Linked DNA regions of Mus musculus: regions 1 and 3 are each linked to region 2. The links are chromatin contacts, called in public promoter capture Hi-C maps. All regions are on one chromosome and are shown on one strand. Each heading gives the region's core, a stretch centred on a gene start, on an enhancer-like site or on the middle of the called end of the contact. The rest is flanking DNA. Distances are from core to core; before and after follow the strand shown.

Evidence for each region. Promoter capture Hi-C pulls out the DNA fragments that hold promoters and counts their contacts.
Region 1: a contact with region 2 is called in a promoter capture Hi-C map of epiblast stem cells, with 2.4 times the contacts expected there. The contact joins the enhancer-like site here to the promoter of Ccl20 in region 2. A contact is called at or near these places in 10 of 39 promoter capture datasets (the 3T3-L1 cell line, 3T3-L1-derived adipocytes, the HPC-7 cell line and 4 more) and 1 of 9 other capture datasets (liver).
Region 3: a contact with region 2 is called in a promoter capture Hi-C map of stem cell-derived epiblast-like cells, with 3 times the contacts expected there. The contact joins the promoter of Tm4sf20 here to the promoter of Ccl20 in region 2. A contact is called at or near these places in 11 of 39 promoter capture datasets (the 3T3-L1 cell line, 3T3-L1-derived adipocytes, the C10 cell line and 6 more), 1 of 115 datasets of contacts at active chromatin or transcription factors (pancreatic cancer cells) and 1 of 9 other capture datasets (adipose tissue).

The regions. Positions count from the first base shown.
Region 1 is chr1:82,793,467-82,797,774 of GRCm38.p6, reverse strand. No RefSeq gene overlaps it. Among named protein-coding and RNA genes, the nearest start is that of Gm34286, 13 kb to the left of the region's middle. Within about 2 kb of position 2,339, at least 121 of the 459 cell types and tissues checked have an H3K27ac peak or open chromatin away from gene starts, as enhancers often do. A contact at or near this core is called in epiblast stem cells, where this site is marked.
Region 2 is chr1:83,114,162-83,118,542 of GRCm38.p6, reverse strand. It overlaps Ccl20 (chemokine (C-C motif) ligand 20), which reads right to left and starts at 1,777. Exons shown (of 4, transcript NM_016960.2): 1 at 1,641-1,777; 2 at 633-747; 3 at 467-544. The coding sequence starts at 1,719.
Region 3 is chr1:82,766,023-82,770,348 of GRCm38.p6, reverse strand. Tm4sf20 (transmembrane 4 L six family member 20) reads left to right here and starts at 1,888. Exons shown (of 4, transcript NM_025453.4): 1 at 1,888-2,114. The coding sequence starts at 1,932.

The DNA of each region.
Region 1 (4,308 bases), core at 1,090-3,589, 320 kb after region 2:
GCCATCCTAAGCTATGCAATGTATTTATGGCTATATGAAACCCGGTCTCAATCGCCTGCCCCATCTCCTCAGAGTTCCTGAAGTAAGGATTTCAACTTATTAACTAGTAAATAACTAGAGTTAGTGATATATATTACGATTTGACTATTTTTATATAGACATTTTTATATATGCATATGTGTGTATACACATAATACACACATGCTTTACACATAAACTTGTTCTGCGGTGATTCAAGCTCAGAGCACGTTAGGGAAGGACTCTAGCACTGACATTATCACCTCAACTCACCTTTATGTTTCATGTGTGAGAAACCTCACCACCCAAATTCATGTTAGTTCTTTCTGGAGATGGGGGGCATTTGCTCAGATTGATCAGGTCTGCCCTCCTAAATGGATTAGCATGTTTGTGGGTCAATGGATCATTGGAGGAGTGACTTGTGTAACACTACCCAATATGTTTGCTGTGTCACCCTTGTGCAAAGCTTTCTGCTGTGTCATACTGCTGACATAAGAGGAAGGCCCTTCTTACCGGAAGCCCCGTGGATGCCGAGCCTCTGACATCGAACTTCCCAGCCTCCACCACCACAAAGTGATCTGAACCTCTTTTCTTAGTAAATTCCCAAGCTTTAAACATTTTGTTACAGTGTCAGAAAGCAGACCAAGACAACACAGAACATTTGCTAAGGGGACAGACAATAGGTCCTTCTACCATGCTCTAGCCTCTGTGAGATAATGGATGTGCTAGCTCAACTGACTCTGAAAACCATTTCGCCTGGGTAGATGTGAGAGGGAGCAAAGACATAACTCAGCTTCTTGCATAGCATGTACTCGCGAGTGCGTAAAACTTGCTCCTGTGAAGCTTGACAAAGGCAGACCCCCCATGGGAGCCGGGGCAACAAACCTGGATGCTTCCGCCATGCAGGCCCTGGGGTATGGACTGCAGGCCAACAACCTCCCTTCCCCTCCTTCCCACCCCCGTTTACCTTGCTCACACCTGATTTTTTTTTCAGATTTATTTTAATGTATTTGTATATACATATGGCGGGAGTGGTGGATGCGTACATGGGAGAGAGCACTTTGTGGAGACCAGAAGAAGGTAATACCCTTAAGGCTGGAGTTACAGGCAGTTTGTGCATCTGAGTTACAAGCATTGGGTGCATCTGTTGCGGATGCTCAGAGTTGAAGCCGAGACCTTTGAAGACCAGTACACACTCTTCACCACTGAGCCGTATCTTTGGAGCCTGACTGTTGGCTTTGGTTTCCTATACAGATGGAGTTTCACTATGCTGTAGGCTGGTCTCAAACTTCTGAGCTTAAACATTCCTCTCACCTCTGCACCCTCCCATCGGTCTTCCCAAGCCATACGCTGGGATTCCAGCTGTAGGCCACCACATCTCGAGTTTGCACAGGAGACTTCCTCCTGCACGAGCATTTCCTCCCTGGGCTGCGTCGTGGCCATGTGGCAACGTTTCTTCCTTTGCTTCGCCTGTCTCTGCTTGCTCCTTCCCTCTCCTTGTTGCTGGCACCGGCTCTTCTGAGTCAGACAGTGCTGGGCTTCTTCAGGCTTGGCAGATAATTCTTCCTAACGCTATCTCACCTCTGGCTCGGGTCTTGACACTCATGCCTGCTGAACACACGGTTCCTCCCATGAGCTCCTGGTTGAGACATCTTCCTGGACTGAGTACTTTCTGAAATTCCTATTTCGAGTCCTGGCGGTTTACTGTTTCCTTGGCTACTAAAATCTCCTAAGGTAAACTGCTCTTTCCTGTTTCTGCCCACAGACTAGGGGATTCTCTTATAAAGGACTCTCTAAACATACCATGTTCTCATTGTTTTGAATTAAAACAAAACAAAAACCTAAAATAGCACCTTAAGGAAGGAAGGGTTTATTCTGGCTCGAGGTTTGAGGGCCCGTCTATCCCAGCAGGGAAGTCACAGCTGCGGAATGCGAGGCAGGTCACACCTCATCTACAGTCAGGAAGTAGAGAGATGGTCCCTGACTCTCAGATTGCTTTCTGTTTCAGCATCTGGTCTAGGGTCTCAGTCTATAAGACAGTGCTTCCCACATCTGGGGTGAGTGTCTCCTGTACATTTTTTTTTTCACCTGAGCACACCATGGATTCTGCTACGCAGGAGGATTCCAACAAATGTGTACTAAATGGAAGACCCTTGGTTAATTGGACCCTCCAGGAGACTATGCATTGCTTCAGTTCAGTTCTGAGCACTTTGAACTGGGCTCTGGTTACTTACAAATGTCAAGGCGGCCTCCTCTCAAAGTTCAGCTGCTTCTCAAGTTTCCATTTCCCCATAACTGTCATCAGTTGACAAAACTGTAAGTCTAAAGCATAGTTATTTGATGAGTCATGAACCCCACCTAGAGTGTTGTTGTGGACACTGGGCCTCACATAGGTAGAGGTTTCCTAAGCTTTTAATAAATATTTTTAATACCTGCAAGTGAGGTCATGTTTTAGTAATCGGATATCTCTATGCTCAGGGAGCTCAGACCATTCATAGTCTGGGTTGGGTAGTTAGTGACACATATAAAAGATGGTAAAGATAAATTAATCCAGGAGCTGGCAAGGTGGCTCAGTGGTTAAGAGCACTGACTGCTCTTCCTGAGGTCCTGAGTTCAAATCCCAGCAACCACATGGTGGCTCACAACCATCAGTAATGAGATCTGACGCCCTCTTCTGGTGCATCTGAAGACAGCTACAGTGTACTTAGATATAATAATAAATAAATCTTCTGACCAGGGTGAGTGGGACAGACCGGAGCGAGCAACCTTCATTCCTAGCAATCACATGATGGCTCACAACCATCGGTACAGCTACAGTGTACCCATATACATTAAATAAACAAACAAATAAATAAATAAACAAATAGATCTTTTAAAAAAAGATAAACTAATCCAGGTGAGAGCATTGAGAGAAAGGGCAGGTCACATGACTGTTGAGCTATGGGGGTGAGGGAAGCTTCTATAGAAGACAACAGGAAGTAGGACCTGCAGTGTCTGGGAAGCAATAGGAAAAAAATGAAACTCTAGGAAATCCCCATTCTCTCCGATGGGCTTGAGAGAGGAGTCATTGAATTGGTTTTTACTTGGCCTGCCTATAGGGGTGGGAGAACTGATCAAAAGACAACCAACTTGGAATAACCAGAAGCAAACGAGCATATGTGGAAACTTCAAGGATCACACAGACACTGCATGGCAGACCTGTGCCCACAGGCCAAGGAACTACGCAGATAGGGTAACGGACCGATCTGTGTCCCAGCGACAGCTCCTTCCTTTCTGTACTGTGTCTTCTCTGTAAATATCAGGAGTGGTTGCTTGGAGTTCTTGCCCTCATAGGCTGGACTTCAGGAAAACTCTAAAGGCAGTATCTTCAGACTCAATAATACCTGCCCAGCAAAATTCTAAACACGATACCTTGGGCTCAATAGTATCTGCCTAGCAAGCTCATGTACCCCCTCATGGGAAGGAAGGAGCAGGCAAGAGGCACCGGTCTCCCACAGAGAATCCAGACAGCCTGCAGAGTCCATAAGCCCAAACACACGGGCTCCCCATCCCTTCCCACAAGCCCTCCAAGTAGAACAGCTTGCTGAAGGAGGAGGTGGGTCCCTGCTGTTACAAAAGACACTCTAAGCTGCCTGAGGCTACCAAGAATTGTCAACCTATAAATAAAGTGTTCAGACAAATGGCTCAACTGTGAAACGCAGTTGAAAAATTAGTGAGGGTGTCATACTAAGATTTAGGAAGCTGAGTTGGTTTTGTTGTTGTTAGTTGTTTTTTTTTTTTTTCAAAGCTTTTAATTGTTCATTAGACCCCAAGTTAACAGTTAGCTGCTGCCAGCACAGCAGGGGACATGCACACAAGAGTGGATCCCATTCTGTAAGCCAAGATGAGAAATTACACACTGTTATTCATGAACCAAGGCAGGTCCCTTACCAAAGGAATGAGACTCTTCTCTCAGACACCCAAGGGTGTCAGATTTGCACAGTCTAGTTTCCACTAAGCTAGTAAAACTAATCAAAGCAATTTTTCAATGCAGAAACTTTGCATTGTTTGGTGAACTTTTATTTACTTACTCATTTATTTGATATGTTCATTATGTAGTATAGACTAGCCTTAAACTCTAGCGCCTCCTGCCTCAGCTTTACACCATACCTTTCTTTGTAAAAACATCTAGGAAATCTCACAAGCTGTTGTGGGTCCAGTCAGCTCCTAGCTGCAGGAACAGAACACATGTGTTGTCTTCCTAGATCCAGCCAATGTCTTGATTGCCCAATGTGTCCTTGACTGTATTGT
Region 2 (4,381 bases), core at 528-3,027:
GAACACTTATCTAACATCTCTAAATTCAGTATCTATGGCACAGTAGTATCAGATACCATCTATTGATAAAATGCTACATTACTGACATAAGCCAGTATCACTGGACTCTTCATAATTAAATTTATTTTTCAGGCTTTAGCAACCAACCAAGTGTCAGGAAGTATGTAAATGATATAATGAGGAAACATCTTTTCCACAAGAATCAAGTAGCTATTGACTATCAGCTGCACAGGGAATTCTAAGACACCTTGAGAGACAAGTCATTAAGTTAAAATAATATCAAAAATGATGATGGTGTTGGCATACAACTGCAAAATGCATCCTGTGCTTGCATGATCTAACTCAAATCCCCCTTCTAAAGTTCAATGTCACTAGGCTGAAGAACTCCAGCAGACCTTTGATCCACTCTCTGCTTCCTTATCCCCATCATTTGGAGAGAGACTGCTTGTCCTTCAATGATCCATACCTGAGGAGGTTCACAGCCCTTTTCACCCAGTTCTGCTTTGGATCAGCGCACACAGATTTTCTTTTCTTCGTGTGAAAGCTGAAAATCAAAAATTAAAAATTTTCACATGCAGTGAAATTTCCATGTATTCCTGAAGGAACTGAATTTAAGTTGGTGAATAACTTACATGATAGCATTAATGTCACAAGCTTCATCGGCCATCTGTCTTGTGAAACCCACAATAGCTCTGGAAGGAAGAGGCGTCTGTATGTACGAGAGGCAACAGTCGTAGTTGCTTGCTGCTAAAAGGCATAAAAAGGTATTAAGTCCACAGGAATGAATTTCCATGTCTTTGAGCTCCACTTTAACATAGTTCCCAGTTATTTTTTTTAATCGTATGCTGGGATGTTTTGGTTTAACTAACACAATTCACAAGACCATGGCTTCTCGCCATCTCTAGTAAGAAATGCAGATACTTCATTGCAATTCACCATAGTCTTTCATCTTTAGAATATAGAGGGAACTCCTATATTCTCTATCTCCTATATTCTATATGACTATATCCTATAATCTTGCCCAAAGCACTCCAGGGCTGTTGTATTGGCTGGTGGCACTTAAGTCAGGTTCATAAAGTTCACCACATGTTTCCAGCCATGCACCTGTTGCAGATAACAATATAATAAAGCAATACTTGGGCACGCCTCGAAGTTAAAGTCTAACCTGCTGTAAGGTACTGGATAAATGTTATCTTAAAGTTGGAGAACAATGTCCTTCAGGCCTCATGGGGACACTAAGGTCAACTGTCATAGTCAGAACTTTAAAAATAAGTTATGGACTTTACTAACATTACTTGGTTGGGAGATTAAACAAAAAGCTGGCGGTGAAATGTTCTACGCATTTCTGAATGACCATATATATCTTGAAATACACTCTAGCGCATCACTCCCAGAAATGGTACTTGGGTCTTGTCCTGAAGTTTAAGTGTCCCTGAAAGTCCATCCATCACTCTTCACATCTGCTAGGATTGATGGCAGAGAAGAAACCTGATTGCTAGCATCGACTCATTTCTCCTCTTATCTATGAGCCAACCAGTCTCCCTGACATATTCCTTAGCATGCTGCTGTCCTCAGGGAACCCCTAGATATGGTCCAGAGGACAGAAGTCTCCTGTAACCAGCAGAAGGCGCCACCCTTACCTTCTGCCTGGCTGCAGAGGTGAGCCAGCAGTACCCATGCCAAAGCAAGGAAGAGCAGACGCTTGCCACCGCAGGCCATTCTCAGCTCCAGGAGTTGATGTACTCAGTGCTGGGTACCCAGTGCCCTGCGAGTGCTCCTGTGCTCCAGCACCAGCCCTTCTTATAGCAAAATACTGGGAATGTACACAAGAAGGCGTGTTCTCACCCGGGGTTTTCCCCCATTGATTAATCTGCCTCATCCTGTCACCACAAAGAAAACCCACAGGGAAAACTTCCTGCCTTTTCCTACTGTTGAGAAGGTGTGAAGGTCAGGTGGGGGGTGGGGAGGGCAGGGGAGGAGGGAATCCTGTTAATTCCTCAGGATGTAGGAGGAAGAAATGCAGCTCAGACGAGTGGCCCAGAAATGGCACCTGTCCAGGTTTAACTTAATCTCTCTCTCTCTCTCTCTCTCTCTCTCTCTCTCTCTCTCTCTCTCTCTCTCTCTCTCTCTCTCCCTCCCTCCCTCCCTCCCTCTCTCTCTCTCTCTCTCTCTCTCTCTCTCTCTGTGTGTGTGTGTGTGTGTGTGTGTGTGTGTGTGTGTGTGTGTGTGTTGGAAAAAGAGGGACAGACTCTGAATGGAACATATCATACTATCATACTCCTATTGTGTATCCAGTCCTAGAGGGGAAAGATTAGGTGGGATGCCAGACGTGCTGCAACACATGCTTGTGATTACCTGGTTGGTGTTTAGCTGTCATAAAAGTTTCTGAATTTCTAGAATGACATCCAGAACAGGTAGAAAAACAACATGACAGAGGTGTCCCAAACTATTGTGGAAAACACCAGTCTCAACCCGCCACTTCACCTTGATGGCATATCAACTTCTCTACAAATTGTTTATGTTTGACGGCAGCCAAGAAAAAGTCTTCAACCAGACTTTTGTTCTTTGTGTTGATATATTTAATGCAGAGCCTAAGGGAGGGAAAAGAGCAAACACTACCAGAAATGGCCAATCTGAAAAACAGTCCAAAGATGGTGGTGATGATGTTAATAACATATTGGGATCTCTAATGTGTGATAAGACAGAAATACCATATAGAGAACTCAAGAAAACTGAGTGGTAAGAGAACCAAGAAAAAGTAAATAAAGACACCTGGACTAGACATGATAGGTGATAAATAAAACAGACAATGTTTCAGATAAGGAGGGAGTCTCGGATTATTAAAGAATCTATTCATTTAAGATTATAGAAATATATATGAGGATATTATTAATATATACACACCAAGCAACTGTATCACTAAATATATGATATAAAAACTGACAGAGCTGAAGAGAGGAGGAGAAATCTTCAATAGTCCAGATTGAAGACTACCATTCATACTTGTCAATAATTATCAGAAAAAGTGGGCTGAGAACCCCCCAAAATAGAGTACCTAAGCAGCACCCCAAACCCACTAGACAATAAACATCTCTAGAACATTCCACCCAGAAATAAGATGGTCATTCCTCTCCATTGTGGATGAAAGATTCCCTAAGATAAATTATGTGATACATCACTAAAATGTCCAAATAAATTCCTAAAGTGTTCAATAATATATACTGTGGGTTTTTGTTTTTGTTTTTTATTTAACACAACAAAATCAAACCACCAATTAATAAGAGAAGAAGACTTGGGGATTCACAAACTTATGAACATTGGTTGATGTACTACTAAATAACCAACATGTAAAAAAGAAATCACTGAGAGTAAAGAAATACTTTGAGATGAGTATTTCAAAATTTAGGGGAGGCTGTTGTTAGCATTCTTTCTAGGCTCTGCCCCACAGTGGCCAACAGTCAGGTATGCCTGACTCAGTATAAAAGGGGCTGTTTGCCCCCCCCCCCCACCCCAGTCACTCTCTTACTCTCTTCCCTCTCTGTCCCTTCTCTCCCCATTTTTTCCCTCCCCCTTGTCTCTCCACTTGTTTATAGCCAGTCTTCTCTCTCTCTCTCTCTCTCTCTCTCTCTCTCTCTCTCTCTCTCTCTCTCTCTCTCTCCCCTCACTCTCTCTCTCCCTCCCTTCCTCCTCCTTTTCCAATGCTCCCTCCCATGCCCTAAGTAAACTCTATTCTATACTATACCCGACCTGTGACCAGTACCTTAGTGTGAAGGGATGTCCCAGCATGGGCCTGCAGAGGCACCCCCTACCCCCACACCATACCGAGCCTCTACCAAACATATTTCTGGTTCTTTCTTTTTCATAAAATCCAACAGCTGTAAGATCAGTGAGCAAACACCTGCATTTAAACCAAGAAGGGTGCTAAGCAATAAACTTACCTTCTGCTTCAAGACACTTTAAAAGTAGAGCGAGCAGAACCCAAGGCAATCAAAGGGACGAAATGATAATGACTAGGGGGGTAGGGGGGTGTAACTGTGGCACAGGACAGCAAAGCAGTGGAGGAAACTGATGTGACCCAAACCTTATTCTTAGTCATGGTAGACAACAACAGTGAAATTTAACTATGATTGCCAGGAAGACAGCAATCCCCTCACAAATGAGAGCTCTTTCCTACTGACTTAAAAGTAATTAGAATTATAAGGGGAGACTATAGACAACTGTATGCCAACCAAATGTATAACATGAGCAAAACTGATTTAGAACTAGAATAGAATACTTGAATAGATTTAAACAGGGTATCCTATTAGTAACTATAGTTTTCCTTCACCACAAAAATCCCAGGTTTCACTGAAGTTCTGTCAAAGAAAACTCGCTGTCAGTC
Region 3 (4,326 bases), core at 639-3,138, 350 kb after region 2:
ATTAAAGACCTCAGCTGAGTGAAAGCAATGTGAATATATTCTATTATTTTGAAGCACTTGCCTTTCAAGAGATGCATGTATTATATGTCTGCTTACATTGGCTGTATACACCACGTGTTTTAACTTTAAAGTGTTCCCTCCTTCCCCAATGTAATTTATGAATAAAACAATGGAAAATACTGTGTTTCACTGTCTTTGAATTTTTTTTTCAGACTATTGGAACTGATGTTTTGGCAACACAGGTTGCGAACTCCAGGAAAGTTTAAAAATTGAGTTAAAGTTTGACACTGAATATAAGGAAACGAAAGCTACTGAGATTGAGTCAATAGACTCCTGGGTTGTTTTACGTGGGCTAAGGGCTCTCTCCATTTAGTTATTCAGGAGATGGGCTGAAGAAGCTATTGACATGGTCAATGCATGACTTCTTAGATAGTTTAGTTGTTTCCGGTCTATGTGGAAAACAAGGTAGACATAGCCTAGTGCTTGCAAAGCAATGTGGCTTGAAAGTGACATTGTTTTCTTTCCCTCTCTTTCTACTGGTTTGAAGTAGTCACATGGTCTTACTTAGCTGTAAGTGGATAAGTGTGAATAAGTATGGAGATGAATTAATATGAGAGAAAATTCATATATCTTTATATATGTATACCAATATATCAGTGGCTACCTATGCACTATGTGACTCATGATTTTTCAAGACAGCTAAGGCAGCTTTACTACCTATTTATATGCCTTGGATTCTTGCTGGGGTAGTTCAACCAGTCAGGCAGCAGACTGCATGGTTAAGACCTGGCTTGTCATCATGTGAACCCTTTGCATGGGATGGAACTGCAGTGACAGAGGGTTGAGAAGATAGCAGGAGCTGGAGAGTCCTGACTTATCTTACAAATATTACCTGTCCTTCTAGATACAAACATACACATGGTTCAAACTGTTTTCAAACGATCTAATGATGGAACCTAGATACTCTAAAGAGTTTTCTCCAAACATTTGAATAAGACAGCAATAACTGTTTTGTTTGTTATTCATTTCAGTGTCTTTTCAGTTGTCCTCTCTGTAAACAAAGTGGTATTTTCCCCAGAGCCGCCTGCCTTTGAAATCTGGATATGCAGTGACAGGATGGACCTTTATGAGATACACAAAGCAGCACAAACTAAAGGCTTGTTCCTCTGTCTGCTATAGTTGAGGAGGACCATGGCAGACATGGAACCTTCGTCTCCCGTCTAGCCTCTCTGCCATTGCTTTTATCATAGTGTCCATATTTGATCACTTTCCTTCTGGTGCCATTAGTCAAACCTCCCACAGGTTGTAGGTGGGATGTGTACAAAGGATCTACTTTACAAGACTGGGAAAATTAAGGATTAAAAATGCTGCATGTGAGACAATAGCCTGAAATGAAACACTAATATTTAGAGTAATCAGGAATACTTGCAGAGAAGATTGCTTTCCCTAATCTTATACAATGTTCATATTCTTACTGAATAACTCCAAAATAAGGATACTTTATATATAATATCCTTGTATCGTCCAATAATATAAAACTATGAAAAGTAGTTTATTCTAATTGGATATACTTTTTGTCTTCTTAGATTTTTACAAGGCACATCAGTAGAGGAATATTTTAGGAGTTATGCCACACAAGCTTTTTTTTTTTTAAATCAGTTTTTACTTACCTGTATTCATGTGTAAGTTCATCACACAGCAACATTAGATTTTTTTTTCTATCTGTTTCCCTTCATCCTATCATAATATGATTATTGGTTCCCGTCATAATCCTCACAATAACATCCTGCCCTACTGGACTCTGAACTGCTTTCCACAACTCATTTTTCATAAGTGCTAAACTTTAACCAGAACGTTGGGATAAAAGGCCAGGCAGAGAGCTACACGAGCCCAGCCACCCTGAGGAGGTTTCTAACTGAACCAGGAAAACCATGACGTGCTGTGAAGGGTGGACATCCTGCAATGGCTTCAGCCTGCTCATTCTGATCCTGCTAGGAGTGGTTATCAATTGTATACCCCTGGGAATCAGCTTAGTGGAGGCAGACTCGACTTCTCAAAACCCCATCTCCTGCTATGAGTGGTGGTTTCCAGGAATTATAGGAGCAGGTCTGATGGTGAGTAATACCTACATGAACAGACTTGGAGAAGGGTGTCTGATGCCTTTAACTATGACTTTCAGCCTTGCACAGTTAGGAATGTGATTACCATCAATTTATAATGTTACATTGTGAAGAATGATAATTTATGTACAGAAAGCGATGGTCCATCTTAGGGACCTTAAGGCAAAAAGCAGGTTAAGTCGTTACCTATAGCATTTCTTCACAGGTGGGATGATACCTCTGAACTTTATTATTTAACATTAAGGAACTTCAGTTTTTCTTTTTTAAAACATGGTGCTGGCGATGGAACTCGGGGCCTTAACCACTCTGTGGGATATTGTTTAAATCTATTGCCTCTTTTTCTCTGCCCCATCCTGATTTCTAGGTATAGGGAACGTGGCAGCAGTGGGAACTTGCTCTACGGGAATGAGAAGCACCCCTGCGCATGGGTAGCCTTGGAGATGGCATAGTGAGGCTTAGCCTGCTTCTCAAGGGAGCTGGCCTAAGACATAGAGTTCGAAATCCTGGGTCTCTTTTATAAGATGCTTGGCCATGGTCATGGTGTTTTATCACAGCAATAGGGAAGCAACTAAGCCAGTTTCTGACCTCAACAACTTTTGGTTTTGAGTATTACATAGATCCCAGAAAGCTTCAGAGTTCTATAGTCTGATGATGGTGAATGGGTGTTCCTTGTTGAAATCTGATGCAAGGTGGGACAACACAGATTTCATGCGTTCTTAACAGTGAACTATCAGAGTCAGGTTCTCATTGTCTCCTAGAAATTGTGATGCAGCCAGTCTGGGTAGAACACATTTGTAGAATCCAATTTTCAGATCTGGAAGATGCACTCCTAGCAGTGCCCCAGCTGAGACAGGCCATTTAGAAAAACTCAGCTATCTCTAGATATGAATTTGCATTGCTGAAAACACAGGAGAGAATATTTTAAAGCTTTGCTACAAGTAGTAAAGAGCACGAGGTAGTGATGGTACCCATCTACATCTCTTGGGCTTTTTTTTTTTTTTTTTTTTTTTTTTTGAGAAACCAAGGAGCCAGAGACTAAACAGACCAGAAAGGACAGGAGGCATAGAACATTCATTTGTTGACATCTTGCTGGAAAGCCTAGTTTAGCGTACATCCTGCCTAGTTTCCACTCTACAATCATCTGGGCTGCAATTATCACTTGTACTTTATATACCAGAAAACAGAAGGCTGAGAATGTTAGCCAGGTCACACAATGGGTGTGAAACCCAGTGCTAGATTTATCTAATGCCAAAGCTAGTTAAAATACTGTCGTCCTCAATCTCTGCCTCAGGCTCACAGAGGTCAAAGATAAAATCCACAAAGTAAAAGGACCAGGAAGCTGAGTCACACAAAGGCCTACACACCTGGGAAACACTTGAGAGAATCTGGACTCCTTGTCTTGCCTATCTTGCTTCCCTCAATAAATATTAACCAAAGGTCATTAGAGCATCAAACTCATGGAGAAGTCTGATGCTCTCCATACGCAGACCCTCAAGCTGGAGGTTAGCCCGACTAGTAAACAGGTGCTAACAGCAGTGCTCGGAAGGCAAGCATACTTTCATGATCCTTGGCTTCACATAAAAGGATGAATCACATTTTTTTTCCGAGGGGAGTTATGTCCCTTGTGACATCTGTCAACTCACTTCTGCAGACACTTTGTAAAGAAGAATTCACTAAGTGTGTTGAGCATTTGTTTAGTCCTTAAAACTTTTGGCCAGTTGTTACATTTCAAGTTAGCCTCCCTTCAGAAATGGGAATTTTACAGGAAACTGCATATAACACAACCTCAGGGCTCATTACTGATTACTTTATGAAGTCATTTGTTTTATGATTTTATGACCAACCCCAATCAGAGGTGAACCTTTTTATCTTTTGAAACTGTAACCAAGTAAAACATTATGTAGTTAATCTTTAAGATTATCTACTAAGGGGAAGGGGATTGTCAATATAAATGTTACTTGATCAAGCATTAAAAGCATTTTAAAATGTTTGTTGTAAAATATAATCAGAAAGGCTCTTTTACTTTATATAAAGTTAACTATAAGCCTGGTCTTACTCATTCTTTTTATTGATTTTTACCCATTACATAAGGGTACTTTTCCAAAGCCAGTTATTAAAATCTTAGTGGAAAACAAATGGCTGTAAGTCAAACTGATTAGAAGACTGCATGCAAACCCTTTACAAAGCAGAGCTTCTGCACTCATGC